Regions from separate parts of the Zea mays genome. Here region 1 is linked to region 2. A link is a contact called in public Hi-C data. All regions are on one chromosome and are shown on one strand. The core of a region is the stretch at or near the end of the contact, and the rest is flanking DNA. Distances in the headings are between cores, read along the strand shown. Region 1 holds the start of LOC100280534 (delta DNA polymerase). Region 2 holds the start of LOC100278423 (Nuclear factor 1 A-type).

Region 1 (7,224 bases), core at 390-2,889, 530 kb after region 2:
GGCCGTGGACCGTCCGCGCCTGACCAGAGAGCACCGCCGCCGGTTCTTCTTGAGTATTTGGCGCTCCAAAAAGGCGTCAACACACTGTTTAATATCATTTTAGTGTGAAGTTTAAAATAAGAAATGTGATAAAGGATGGGATAGAGATCTACCGGAGATGGCCTAACTGGACTGGTCTGTTATAGCTTTAGTTGTACTGCTTGGATCTGCTTGAGGCCGAACAAAAAGTAGTGAGCAAATTCCCTCAATGCCATCAAAACATATATGAATCCTCTGTGTGCCATTACAAATTATAAGCTTCCTTCGAAACCATCGATTTAGATTTTGAGTCCCTTTAATGCCATCGCCGTCACGGTTACCATTTGATACCGTTACTCGTTCGTATGGGCCCACTTGTCAAACACTAACATATGTTCCTGCCGACCTCGCCACAGGCCGCGTCGTCCACGCACAGCTTGAATGGCATCTTCTAAGTGTCCTGGCAGTCCCTCATTGCCACGACGCTCGCTGACATGTGTTTCTAAGTGTCGCAGCCCCGCCGACACACGCAGGGTGTTTGATCGGATGACTGCCAGGGACCGTGTCGCTTGGAACGCGATCGTCTACGAAGGAGGCGTCGTCCGCAATGTTGGCAGCTCGCCCACTTCTTCTTCCCCTTCGTCGGCCGTGTCGTCGCCAACACCGACACCGGCGTGCCCGAGATCGCCTGCGACAACGCCGGCGCAGAGCTCGTGGTGGCACACGCTGCGTAAGGCTAATGGACGCCGACTTCACCAACGCCGACCGCTCGCTGAGTCGCTGGGCTGCATCGCGATGCCGTTCCGGCAAGACCTTGCGTTGTCGCGCGCTGCAGCTGGTGCGGTTCGCACGTAGTGCAGCGGGTTCGTGCTACAGTGGGTGACCAACCACCCTGATCGTGGACGAACCCAGCCTGATAGCACTGCCCAGCGTGCGGGCGGAGCTGCTCCGCACCGGCGGCCTCTCGTGGGTGCCTCCCCTCCATAGGCGGACATTGCTCTTCCAGTCATGAGCCCTGCCATGGTACAACAGACGCTGGATACCGAGTTCACGCGGTATGCTACCTCGGAGGCCGTGTCGTTGTCCCCGCTGACTGACATTGTGGCGATGGCGGGCACTACCATCGCCGAGGTGTTCTATTCCGAGCGGTACAAGGAGCTAGTGGACTGAATGGACAGAGAAATGATAGGAACAAAGCTGAGGGTATGACGAGTGGGTTCAAATAAGCTAGTAACGGCGGTAGATGGCAGCACTAACGGTAATGATAATTAAGGGACTTAAAATCTAAATTGATGGTATTGAAGGGGAGCTCATAATTTTTAATGGCATACGAGATCGATTTAGGTTTTGATGATGGCAATGAGGGAATTTTCTCAAAAAGTATTGACATGTCACGCTGCAGCAGCCAGCAGATGGGCCCACTTTGGAGCCACGACGGACGGATGGCTGGCCAGATGGAAGTAGATTCTCGAAGAAGGAACTCGCACGACGCACGAGTACACGACCGCACGCACGCCAATTTGAAAGTTCAAAAAAATTCGAATCGCCTCTCACAACGGCCGCAGCGCCGTCGGGTGCAGCCACCCTAATATATAAATAAACAGCAACCCCCTCTCAATCCAAATCCACCAAGCCCACTCCTCTGCTGCCGCATTCCAAGTTTCCAACCCATTCCCATCCTCTTCAACGGTCAACCCAGCGCCACCAGCAGCGCCATCAGCAGGAGAGAGATCGCCGGAGCCATGACGAGGGGCGGCGGAGGCGACATGAAGTCCTTCTTCCGTCAGCAGAAGACGCACGCCGCCGCCGCCACTACCAAGCCCACTGGCGGCGTCTCCAAGAAGGCGGCGGCGCATCACCACAAGAAGGCCGCACTCGCCACCAACGTCCACCCGGCCCCATGTACCGATCCCGGTCCGAATCCCCCGATCGCTGTTCGCTTCCGCGGCAGTACCGGCGGATCGACCGATTGATTCGATTTTGATTCGTCTCTCGTCACCGCAGATCACGGCGCCGGCAGCCGCCAGCAGGAGGAGGCGGAGGCGGAGCAGCGGGAGAGGGCGGGCCGCGAGTTCGACATGGACACGCGCTACGGGCCATGCCTCGGCGTCACCCGCGCCCAGCGGTGGCGCCGCGCCGCCGCGCTCGGCCTCGCACCGCCGCCGGCGCTCCTCGCCCTCTGCGCCGACGAACAGCCCTGCCTCTGGGAGGGCCGCGTCTAGGCTACTGGCGGCGGCGGGGTGCACATTCCCCGCGTTTCGCCGACATGCTCCATCAGTGTTCAGTACTAGCTCTGTGTTGGAGATGCGGTGTCGCGTCCATCCGTTCTGCTCCCGTCTACCGCATCTCGTGGTAGCAGTGGCACCAGTAGTAGTACCATCTGTGCCTGTCACGTGTTGTGTTGCCTCTAGTATCCACATGATGATGAACCCTTCATGTCTGGTGTGTTGTTTGTGATCAGAGCAGAAATGGCATGTCTTCCAGCAACATGGCATTTCTTTCGTGTGTTCTTCTGTTGCAGTTTCATTGGATTGTTCTAGTACTGCTGAATACTGCCCAGCATAGTTTGTTCTACATTATACGACGAATTAAGTTTGTACTAAGTTTGACCAAATTTATACAGAACTGGATCAAACATCTAGTACATTAACTCGTTTGAGTCACATTTATTTGCTTTTGCGTATAAATATTTGTCTATAAACTTGATCAAAATTGGAGCAGTTTGACTTAGGGGAGGGCAAAATTAAAACAACTGCATACCTGACATTTCTTTCGTGTGTTCTGTTGCAGTTTCATTGGGTTGTTTCCTAAACGAGTCATGAAGGGGATGGACGAACATACCCTTCAACCAGAACAGGATCAGAGGGACTAAAAACCGCTAATTCGTATAAAGCCATCGAACCAGCCTAACCAGAAACTAGAGTTGTGTGCATTATATGCACCGAAAGCAATCGACCTAGATCATTCAATACAACAGTATGAACACGATACCAAGGCAAACCCATGGAAATACCTCTTTAGCAAAGAAAAATAGACATGATATCGCTTTATTTTATCGCATTGGAAAAGACTATATATATACATATTCTATATACCCAACCCTTCAAGGGGATTCTATGTCAAAAAGCGTGAATATTTATTTCATTCCATTAAAAATAACAAGTCAATTCTGTTTGTAAGAAGAAAGAGAAGGAGATCTATTCTATACTCGATAAGTGCCAATATGCAATTTATAGCCCCAACTCAGCTTTCTCGTGTTTTTTTTCTTTCTGCAGTACATTATCATCGCCGTTCTATAGCTGATATGACAGTACTTACATGGTCAGCATGATCAGGAAGAAACAACACAGATACACGCATATGTGACATGTCCTTGTGTCTAATAACGGGAACAATAAGCTCTATGCAGTAAAGTGCTGTCATAAACAGACTGAATTTCACAGCATCAGCATTAAGAGCTCTGTATCCATGTTTAGCAAACCGTGTTCTCAGTAAGGAACGATGATGGATTCGATGAGCTCCTGAAGTGGAGCCAGCTCCTTCTTGTCAATCAGGCCAAACTCCTACAGCCCAAACAACGAAGAATGTTAACTGCTGCCATCTTCTTTTTTCTGGACAAGAATGTAGATTTGTAATTGTGATGTATAAAAAGCAATTGCCATGAATCATGTGGGACCTACATTTGTAAACAGAATGAAGTGCTTAAAACAGGTATTGAGATGGGCCTCCTCTTTAAGGCTAACAATCTTCTGGAAATGGGAGTGGTAAGTATGGGCATAGACCCGAAACAAGCGCTTGAATATTGTCTTTACTACTTCCTTGAAGTTCGGTGGAAATGGCGTGCCTTGACAGAGGGGAAACGAAATCCAAATTAGATAACACGCTAGATGGCATTCGATGTCAGGTAGAGCTCTACAAATCCATAATAAAAAGCAACATACCAAGTTTTTGAGGAAATATGGATTCATCGTCAAGCTGGCCTTCAATCCAATCCATCAGATACTCCACATATTTTGGTGCTGATACCTCTATGGGTTTCTTTATCTGCACACCATCAGCCCATCTGTACTCGTACCTGCATAAACCTCATGTTTGTTCTGTCATGATGTGATCTAAATATAAACTGGATTCCCAAGAGTATGCATCACAGGATTATGGGCACCGATTTATAACAGCTGGAGTTATATGACAAAATACTAACTTGTTAAATGCTTGCCACCACAAAAGGCATGGCCACAAGTCCTTTTTGGAAATTTTCTTCTCTCAAAAAGAGGCATAGCGTTGACTATCCATTATCAAGATTCAAAATACAATAGAGCAGCATGTGAAAATGAGCATGGCCTTGTAAGAAAGTGCAAATGCAGTTAAAAAAACTCGACTTGCGAGGTGTAAGACAACCCTTGGCATTATATTAAAAAGACCTTCTCATGCAGGTCGAGAAAACCTCTGACCTCTGCCCCACCCATACACAGCGGTACTGTAGCCCATCTGACCAAATCAAGAAATGGTAACCATGAGGCATACATTTTTTAGGTATACACATATTCCTCTGCTTTGACATCCTCACAATTATAGGCATGCATAGCTTCTAGAGAAACAGATTAATTGTTTCTTGAAGATTGTTGATATCATGTCACTGTGAAGGCTGAAAAAAAATTCTCGAATACGCAGGAGGGTTGCGTATCATTAAATTAAAGTAGAGGGAAAAAGGCCCGAGGCCTGGGACAAACAGAACACACACAACACAAAACACAAAACACACACTCTCACCCACAAAACACACACAACACAGACACATACGACACACCATCACCCCAGTGAAGGCTGAAAATGAGTTGCTAGTTAGCAAGAAGACAAACTACAATGGCAAATAGCACTTAGCAAGGATACACACTTGTTCTGTTTGGTTCAGCTTACTGAACCAGATTCGCTGCCAAAAATCTGGAATCCCAACCAAACGGCTACAACAACCGAATAGATTCCTAAAAATCTATAGATTCCTCTAGTTCAATTCAGGGGGTGTTTGGTTACACCCCGCTAAAATTTAGCCCATGTCCCATCGAATGTTTAAACCTCCGTTCCGGGTATTAAATGTAGTCGGATTATAAAACTAATTTGTCAGCCGAAGATTAAAAGACGAGACGAATCTAGTCCAGTTGGTTGGGTCTATATTTCATACTCCTATTTAAAAGTCAAACGCTTGATGTGACCCGGGCTAAACTTTAGCAGGAGCAACCAAACACCCCCTCAGAATGACCTCCTACCCCAGAATTTTTCAGATTCCTGTCATCCATGTTATAAGTTGTCATGATCTTATTGAATCTATAATTGACGGTTGTTTCAACCAAACAAATTTTAGTTTTTCACAATTGTCAACTCACAACAACTTTCTCACAGCTCACAACTAGAATTAGATTTTCAAGAATCTACAGTTGATCCAAACTGACCATTAGGCTACCTCCATCAGTTTTCCTATTCTATTCCCTATCTCACCTCCTATTTCAAACTTCACTCTGTAAATAGTGTCATATACGGTGCAAAATAGTGTTTTGCACTACCATATGCACGCTCTGCTGACACAACCTTAGCCTCTAAGGGTCATCATTAAATAGCAGCCTTGGTGAAACAGTTCACCGTATGCAAAATTACAAATTGTGCAAATAAACTAGTCATCGATGAACTTTTTGGATAATTTTTCACCAATTTGTATTTTCACAATACAGAGGAATGGGATGTATGTAAACTTGTAAAGGCTTACTTTGGGCCAGCTGTCATTGTCGGACAGCTCTCAGGTGTGCAAAATTCTGTGAGTGTGCCATACAGCATATTAACTTGGTTAAAGAAATCCACAGCTGCAAAGCAAAACAGACATGTTAGCTTCAATGGAATAACCAAGTTATATGAAAACTGTAAACAGAAGGGAAGAACATTACTATTCACCGCAAGCCATTCATTGATATCCTCTCCAGGAGGCAACCTCACAGCTTCCCTAAGGTTTCCACTGCCGAGAGTGGCATCTATGTGCTTTCGGAGCTGTGCTCCCTGCAGACATAAGAAAAGGTAAAATTATGCATCACATTATTCACAATGTAATTATGACACAGTATTCGTGTTTATGCAAGTTGCAAATGAAACATGCAATATCTGAAGATTTGCTCATCACAGGTGATTTAAGAGCCATGACATGTATTGAAGATTGAATTTGATTGAAATAACTGCTACAAGTCTTTGATTAAAACCACTAAATGTTTATAAGCATCCTGCATAGTTTCACAAAAATGCTATATGAATACTACCGCCATAGATGTGGCACAACAACATTTATTAGACCTTTCACCGAAAGTGTTTATGCAATGGAATTACTTGGCACGTGATAACCAAAAAGGGAATCCCATTAGCAGTGATTCAAAATGTTTCGTACAGAGTGTCTTGGAATGGATGGAAGAATAAAGCAATACAACAGCACTGCTGTGCCACTTATGTAAACATATCCTCAGTGATAAACATAGCTCTTGGCGATAGCAAACAAAAATGTCAATCGAGCTAGATATCCTTTAGCTCTGGACATAGTCGGAACAGAAAGATTAAAGCCGAAACAGACAACGTAAAGTTTGCCTACTTCTGGAACATTCTGATAAAATCTCACCAATTCATACTCCTGAAGTTAACCCAAAGTTACTAAACAGACTCATTCGACTAGCTCTATGGCATACTTTTCAGTGAAAACGGATTAAAATCCTGATGTAGCATGGCCAAAGGAATCACTAGAGATTGCAACAAACGGACACCTGATACATTGCTCGCATATTCAGTAATGTTCCTACCGGTTGCAACAATACTGCTTAGCCAGGCTCTGACGCATGATCAACTTGACACATCAAATTTTGATTGATGGCCCAGAGCACCAAGGCAACGACCACCACACATGAAACTCACCTCGCATGCTGTGTGGCACCCCAAACAATGGCACAGGTAAAGGCAGCGCTGTTGCTGGTACCAAATAACTAGTAGTACTTATGAAGCGAACTGGGAAACCGAAATTGTTACCTTGCTACCTGATGGAGCGCTCTTCTTGGGGCGGAATGTCTTCTGGTTTCTGCCAGAAGAACAAAAAACACTGATCAGGATGATTGCTGCATCAGGAGCTGAAACCAGCCGAATTCCTCAGTAACGAGTAAGGGCTTGTTCGGTTAGCTCTCAATCCAT
Region 2 (7,354 bases), core at 4,763-7,262:
ATGTTTTATGGAATACAAATATAAATGAATTAATGAGATGCAGTTATCATATTTATCTTTTCGCATCCTTATTCACATATTGGATGATGAAGGTATGTCCTTCTTGACCTTCGTCTGATGAGCATTTACCCCTTGGGAGCAGGGCCGTACCTGAGGGGATGCGGAAGGTGCGGCCGCACCGGGTCCCCAAACACATAGGACCCCTTAGCCACTGGACGCTACCACTTTTTCCTATTGAACATATCTATTCTAGACACAAATACGCAAAGACGATGCCCTATCGACCCGTCTCGTTTAGATTGTTAAAGTAATGCCTCAATTACTTATCGAATACTCCATCCATTTCAAAATAGTATTTGTTTTAGCTCTTGATTTTTATGTTTATATTCAACTAGATGGTGATGAATCCACTAAAAAAATAAAACAGATTCTATTTTGATATAGAGAGAGTATTATTTACTATACACATGATTAGGGCTGGGCAAAAAACCCGTAACCCGAAACCCAAACCCGGAATACCCGAACCCGAAATACCCGAAACCCGAATTTTATTTGGGAATTTCGGGTAGCAACTTGCAAAACCCGAATTTATTTCGGGTAATTCGGGTATCACAATCGGGTACCCGAATTACCCGAACTTTCATGTGTCATTTTTAATTATTAATTTGTACATCTATAATTATGTGTAAGTGTGTATAACTTGTGATTGTAGATTGCTTGTGTTTTACATGTTCATGTATATCATTATTCAAACTATATTGTTATACTAATTTAATAGGGTGTATGTGTTTTTATGAAGCCAACACAACAGTTCGGGTAGTTCGGGAATACCCGAACCCGAACCCGAAATTTCGGGTATTGTAAAACCCGTTGTAATTTCGGGTATCAATTCTCAAAACCCGAAATTTTAAATACCCGAATTACCCGACCCGAAATTTTCGGGTAACCCGAACGCCCACCCCTACACATGATGGTTGCATCGGCAGAGAGAAGCTTCTTAAAATTGAAATATTTTTTGAGCTATTTATGATCAACAATAACTTAAGAGTGATTCTACATATCAAAAAGAGTTGTTGGATGAGATGGATCTCAATGATATAAGCGATGACTTTGTATCACAAAATGTTAGAAGATAGTTTTAATGATATCAGATAACAAGTAAGTGTTTTTGGCTATATTTTACATTTGTTGTCTTATAAACTTCAAAACAGTGTATAATACTTTTTATGTGTCAAATATTCGATAATATATGTATAATTATATATATTTGTGCGTGGATGAGGCCTCCATATCAGATTTCGCACTGGGCCCCTTAAAAGTCATGATCGACCCTGCTTGGGAGATACTGCTTCAGAAGACGAAGGTCCGTAATAATTAACAATTGTGTTGCCTTGTTTTTTATCTACAACATTTGAGAACAAGTGATCAATAATTTCTCTTGCCAAACTTTCTATGACAGAAAGAATTTACCAAAGGTTTAATATGACAAACTACGACGCTAACCAAAGAATCTCAAAATATGCATGATATAGCCTACATGTTATTGGCTCTGTTTGACATATTTTATTTCACATATTTTCACAAATTTATGTAGAAACTATAGCAAACAATAAGCTTCCACACCATTTTATCAGTCCAATTACTTTTCAAAATGAGCTAAAATAAGAAAATAAGCAGAAGCTGCTTTTTCACTAGCTTCTTAAATAAACTACTTCCTACATTCTTTTTTATTTGACGTATTTTAGTTTAAAAATAAACTAACCGGCGATAAATATTCAAAAACAGAGGTAGTATTTTTTTTAACAAGAAAAAGCTCTATCAAACATGCCTTTGTTAGCTAACGAAAATTTGGAACTCTGGATCTTCGATTACATATTTACATGCGCGCCTTAGAAAAAAAGCAGCACTCGTGCACTTTCGCTTTTGTTAATTGAGCGGGTGTGCCACAGGTAGAAATATTGACACGCCTATCTCCTGCAGCCCTGCAGGTTCTCCGAGACATAGTCCATACGCAGATCAATGTTGTGGGTTCTTGAAACCATATGCAAATGCAAAGAAGCAAATATGGGTGTAATGTGTTGGCGCTGATCTGGGCGTCAAATACTGAAACGGACCGTCTGGCGGTGCTCTCTGCATTGACGTGCAAGGTCCGTGGCACAGGCCCGGGCGGTTCGCGACCTGGCGCAGGAGCGACTCTTCCTCCGCATACGTCCGGACGATCCACGCCTGGGACTCGGACGGTCCGCGATGGCGTATGGGTCTTCTTCGCAGCAGACCTAAATCTCGCCTCTCGAGAGGTGCCCCGTCGATGAGGAGAGATCCTAAGGTGTATCTTGGCGTCGATAGGCCACCCAAGACGCCTCTAGTCGATGTAAAGCCGAAGAGAAGTGAAGATTTGACACAGAGGGAGGCTAAACTAGGGCTAAACTGGAACTACTCATAATGCATAAGGTAAAAACGTTAAGTAGATTTGATTTGATCGATTGTGGGGTTCAATCGCCCGTAGCCCTTCATCTATATAAATGGGAGGTCTGGACCCGTTATAAGTCGGTTCACGAGTTAATCTCGCAGATTTAGCTAACAAATCCCGTAAAAAAATCGAAACCATAACTGATTCTGCGCACGCGCGAATCGTCCGTGCCACCACCGCATACCGTTCGGACCGTTCGGCCTACATGCCAAACAGTCCGTCTCCCCAAAAGTGGGCTCAAGAGGAAAGAAAACGAAGTGTTTGTTTCACATATTTATAATCCAACTCTAGTCTAACTAGGATCATGACAAAACTAACGTATTTTTTTGGAGAGAGAAAAAAAAACATGCTCGGCCGTATCTAGATGATACTTAGGGTGTATTTGGCATGACGGCTCTATGGAGCAAGTATATTCTAAAGTTTAGATTGCTTTCTCATAACCAGTAGCAATGACAGATAAATAACTCTAAATTTCATGTCTAGTTAACTTTTTAGAGATTTCGGAACAGCAAAAAATACTCCAAACATTTATATTGCAACTCTAAAAACTTCAAAGAGTTTGTAACTATGAACTTAGAAATTTGCTCTAGAGTCGTGCCAAACACGTCCTTAAGCTTTCTATTAGAATTTAGGCTAACCTTAGCGAACCTGCACAAGATTTTATACCACAAAGGCGAATGCCAATCCCAGCATATTCTCCCTTTGACAGGCACTGTTGCAAAAGTACTGCGAAAGGCATTGTTAACACCACCAAGAGTAAGACCAAGTCGATTAAACAAACAGAGCAACAGAAAAGCGAAAGGCATCGGGTGCTTTTGCAATGATGGCAGCAGTGGAAAACGTCATTAGCATTCCAGCTCGATTGCGGTGCAATGCGAAGCTGCATTGCGTTGCGATTTCTAATAAAAAGTTCAGGCTGCCAAAGGCATCTTCCCACGAGCGGGATACCCATGATTAAACTGGTGGTTTGATTTGATCGCCCCTGGAAGGGAAACGAAGGAGGGCAGCCATGGCAGTGGCTGTCAGTGAGGTAGCCTAAGCGCAGCGTGCTCCCTTGCTTCCATTTCTTTAAGTAACCGATGCCCAAAGCTTCCTCCGGTCCGGCCGGCGTGCGGAGGGGAGATACCAAACCTTTGCCCGCTACAGCGCGAACGAACTCCTCCTGCGCTGGGCAACGGCCACGTCGCCGCCACTCGCCGAGCGCCCACGTAAGGCGGCCGCCACGCCGCACAGCACCGCGCCCAAGGCAAGCTAGCTACACTATATCGGCCCCGCCCCCCGCCCTGAGCTCGCCTCTCTCCTTGATGCTGGCATGCTGCTGGCCATCGCTGTAGCCTCCCATGTCGTCCACCAGAATCGAGCCCCCTGGCGGCGGCGGCAGCCACGCGGCCCATGACCCGCGCGCCCGTGAGCAGCAGAGCCCCGGCCGCCGCGGCGCTCTCCAGCCGGCGGAATGGCAGACGTGGAGGGGGCGCGAGGAGGAGGAGCCTCAGCGTCCACGACGGTACAGCTTCAGGAGGCACCGGTCGGGCGCGGCGGAGTGGGCGGCGGTAGTGCTGTTCACGGTGCTGGCGGTCGTGGTGCTGCTGGGCGCCGTGGCCGTTCTTGTGGTGGTGCTGCTGCTGCAGCCCCGCGCGCCGTACTTGGCGGTGCGGGCGGCGAGCCTGAACACGCTGGTGTACGGGCAGACGGGGGCGCTGGACGACGTGCAGCTCACGGTCCGGGTGGAGGCCCGCAACGGCAACGCGCACTCGGCGGCCTACTTCTCGCGCCTCGAGTGCCGCCTCGCGTTCGCCGGCGCGACGCTGGCGGTGCTCCGCGCCGACCCGTTCCGCGTGCCCGCCAGGGGCGTCCTCCCGCTGGCGTACGTGGCGCGCGCGCAGGGCGTCCCGCTGGGCGACGCCGGCAGCGCTGCCATGGAGGCCGCGCTCCGCGACGGCGTGGTGCCGTTCCGGGTGGAGGGGGAGGCCCGGACGCGATGGAAGGTCGCGGGGATCGTCGCCATCGACCAGTGGACGCGCCTGGCGTGCCAGCTCCGCTTCTTCTGGCCCAACGGCACCGCGCTCCCCTTCAGATGCAGCTCCAAGTCCAAGTTCTTGTTCTTCTGACCGCCATGCCCTCTGTATTATCTAGTGGCTAGTCTTCTGACCTCATTTCCATGGCCGGGCGTGACGGATCAAGATTCAGGAACAGAGAATGACTTCATCGGTTTCTTTCTTGTCTTGGACTCTTGGGTTCGTTCAGTTATTAATTCAACCCCATGTCGCATGTATAGGTCAGCAAAAAAAAAGATGAATTCTTTACTTCTAGCTCTTCTATCTCATCCATTTGTAAATCAACTCTAGATAGGAAGAACCAGAAGAGGCCATAGCTCCATAATTGAGGTGCTAGATTGGGGGAGAAATAGACTGGAAACAATCAAACAGAGTTGGTGTGAGTTCGTTACATCTTTGTTTTTTTCGTCCAAAACTTTATTGCTTGGTTGGAGGATTTGTTGGAATCGCAGGCCTTTTGATCCTCAAAGGACAAAAGGCAGGGGGGAGATAAAAAGAGACCAGAACCACCATGCAAAGGAGGACCAGAACAAAAGCAAAGCGTGTGCGAGTCCCGGTCAGACGAGGAAGAAGAGATGTGTTGCGCTGGCAACAACGCGGTCAGTCAGCCGTCTGCATGTGCCCCCCTTTCTTTTCTCCTTCCTCTTTCCATCCCTCTGATTGCTTTGCTTTTCTAGAACAAAATGAAGCAAAAGCCCAGACCCCCCCCCCCCCCCCCCCCCAATCACTCGTCCACTCCCCAGTTACAAATTAAAAAGTACTAGTCATCAAGAGTACATGCTTAACACAAGAAATTGATACTAGTATAGTAGTAGATACATGTATGTATATGCACATACACGCATGCTTCTATGTCTGAAAGTAGTAGGCATGTCTTGCTGTTTAGAACTGTATGTATGTAGATAGTAAGATAGACGCCAAATTTAAAAGGTTCTGTTCAGGTCTTCAGGAGCAACGGAAAGGAACTTAAACATATAGAACTGAATTGGACTGAAATTTACCTTTCTTATTTGTTGTAAAGAAGAAGAAGAAGTGTCTCCTTGTTGCTCTGCCCCTTGCCCCCACGCTCAAGAACACGAGTTCACGACGCCGAATCGCAAAGGGAGACGGAGGTGGACGACTCCGATCGATGGACGCACTCGCTCAGCTACTATAGCTGCTGCTTAGCGAGCAAGCTACACGCGGCAGCTCCGAGGCGGCACGGCGGCTGCAAAGCCCCAGCCATGGCTCTCCAGAGGCTCCGGAAGCGAGAGTTCATGGTGTGCAGGCCAGAGGCCGAACCGAGGGAGGCGGAGGAGGATGGATCGGCCGGTGCTGAGAACTCGACAAGGGAGAGCGGAGCGGGGAGGTGCGAGGAAGACGGCGGCGGCGACTACTTATACCCCCTGCTGCCGGCTGGCGCCAAATTTAGTCGCCGGTCTTGAGCTAAAGAAAGAGGATTAGGCGGGCCGAGCACGCAACGCGAGCTGATGATGTTGAGTTGATGGATGCTGTGGAGTGTCGCACGGGATGAGAGATGACGGCAGCGGAATGAGAGCCAGCTGGAGCGCACCGAGCCCCCACTTGCGGCCTCGCTTTCCGACAGCCTGGAACGACGGCGACCCACTCCGGCGAGGTCAGTCAACTAGTCCGCTCGCATTTTCGCACTGTATGCAGGGGCGGCCAGGATTATGGTATAGGAGGGGCGAGTAATTCATTAAATAATAAAAGGTGAAAAAATCTTAGAATATATACACATATACTAATTTAGTTTAACATTTTTTTATACATAGATAATAAATTAATAAAAAAAAGACTTGCATCATAAAATTGTATATTAAGTAACTTTAATCGAGATCAAAATAATTTGTTTCTATGTTGATTGGCCAAATCAAAAGCTTCGATTATGTCAGGAGATTTGATCATAGCTATCAATTTTATATTAATATAGATGATGAAGTAACTTCACATAAAGTCATCTCCTATTTTATTTTATAGATGTGTTTTGATAAGTTTTGTAGCTAAAAGGCTCTCTTAGTTGTTGTAGTTGAGACTCGAAGGGTAACCATTAATCTTAATAATCCGTAAACCATTTGATACATGAAACTTTTACACAATTTGACAAGGCTATTATCAAATCAACAAGTGATCGTAATGTATTTGGCTCTAGTTGGTTGTATAATAAAGGTGAAGCACCAAATTTGTCGTGCACACAACAACTATCTGGTGACAACTTTGAGCTGAATTCATCAATTTTATTACTTAGCGGCGAATTTGATGATTCAGAAATACGACAAATTTTTACTTGATAGAGAAATTTATCCATGTTTCATAAACAATATGGGATGGTTAGGGGGGCAAGGCCCCTGCCCCACCCCCTTGGCTTCGCCCCTGACTGTATGGATGTACATGTACCTGCAGTGTATGTATTGTAGCACTACAATCGGATTCCCGACGCAGGAATTTCCGAACAAGCTCGTGCTTGAGTAATTGAGTGTTTCACAGGCATGTGGGCCCTGTTTCTCTATTATTACTTTTGTTGTTGTTGTTGTTACTACCGGTACAATTGCTACCGCTATCCTTCACGAGCACGATCGGCGAACTATTCCTATGATTTGATTCTACATCATTTTTATTTCTATGGCCCGAACGATTGTGTTCGAGATGACATTTTAGCTATGAACCTGACTCAAACACAATCTTCTTAGGGGGATACTATATCCTAGTCCTAGATGCTACTTATTTTATAGCTCACCTTCTACAACACACACAAACCTGTCTCAGGCATCCGATTCCGATGCAATGATCAGTGAAAAATGTTGAAAACTATTCAAGTTGACACATCGAACAA

What was found. A called contact is a pair of places that touch in the nucleus more often than the background predicts.
Region 1: a Hi-C map of ear shows a contact between it and region 2, with 2.5 times the contacts expected there. The contact joins the promoter of LOC100280534 here to the promoter of LOC100278423 in region 2. A contact is called at or near these places in 3 of 25 Hi-C or Micro-C datasets (ear, leaf and tassel).

The regions. Positions count from the first base shown.
Region 1 is chr10:76,805,608-76,812,831 of Zm-B73-REFERENCE-NAM-5.0, forward strand. LOC100280534 (delta DNA polymerase) reads left to right here and starts at 1,640. Exons shown (of 2, transcript NM_001153453.1): 1 at 1,640-1,932; 2 at 2,023-2,505. The coding sequence starts at 1,761. The coding sequence ends at 2,240. It overlaps LOC100216706 (MOB kinase activator-like 1B), which reads right to left. Exons shown (of 7, transcript NM_001359481.1): 2 at 7,066-7,114; 3 at 5,952-6,060; 4 at 5,777-5,870; 5 at 3,960-4,093; 6 at 3,699-3,862; 7 at 3,138-3,581. The coding sequence ends at 3,507.
Region 2 is chr10:76,275,722-76,283,075 of Zm-B73-REFERENCE-NAM-5.0, forward strand. It overlaps LOC100278423 (Nuclear factor 1 A-type), which reads right to left and starts at 6,013. Exons shown (of 3, transcript NM_001313771.1): 1 at 5,526-6,013.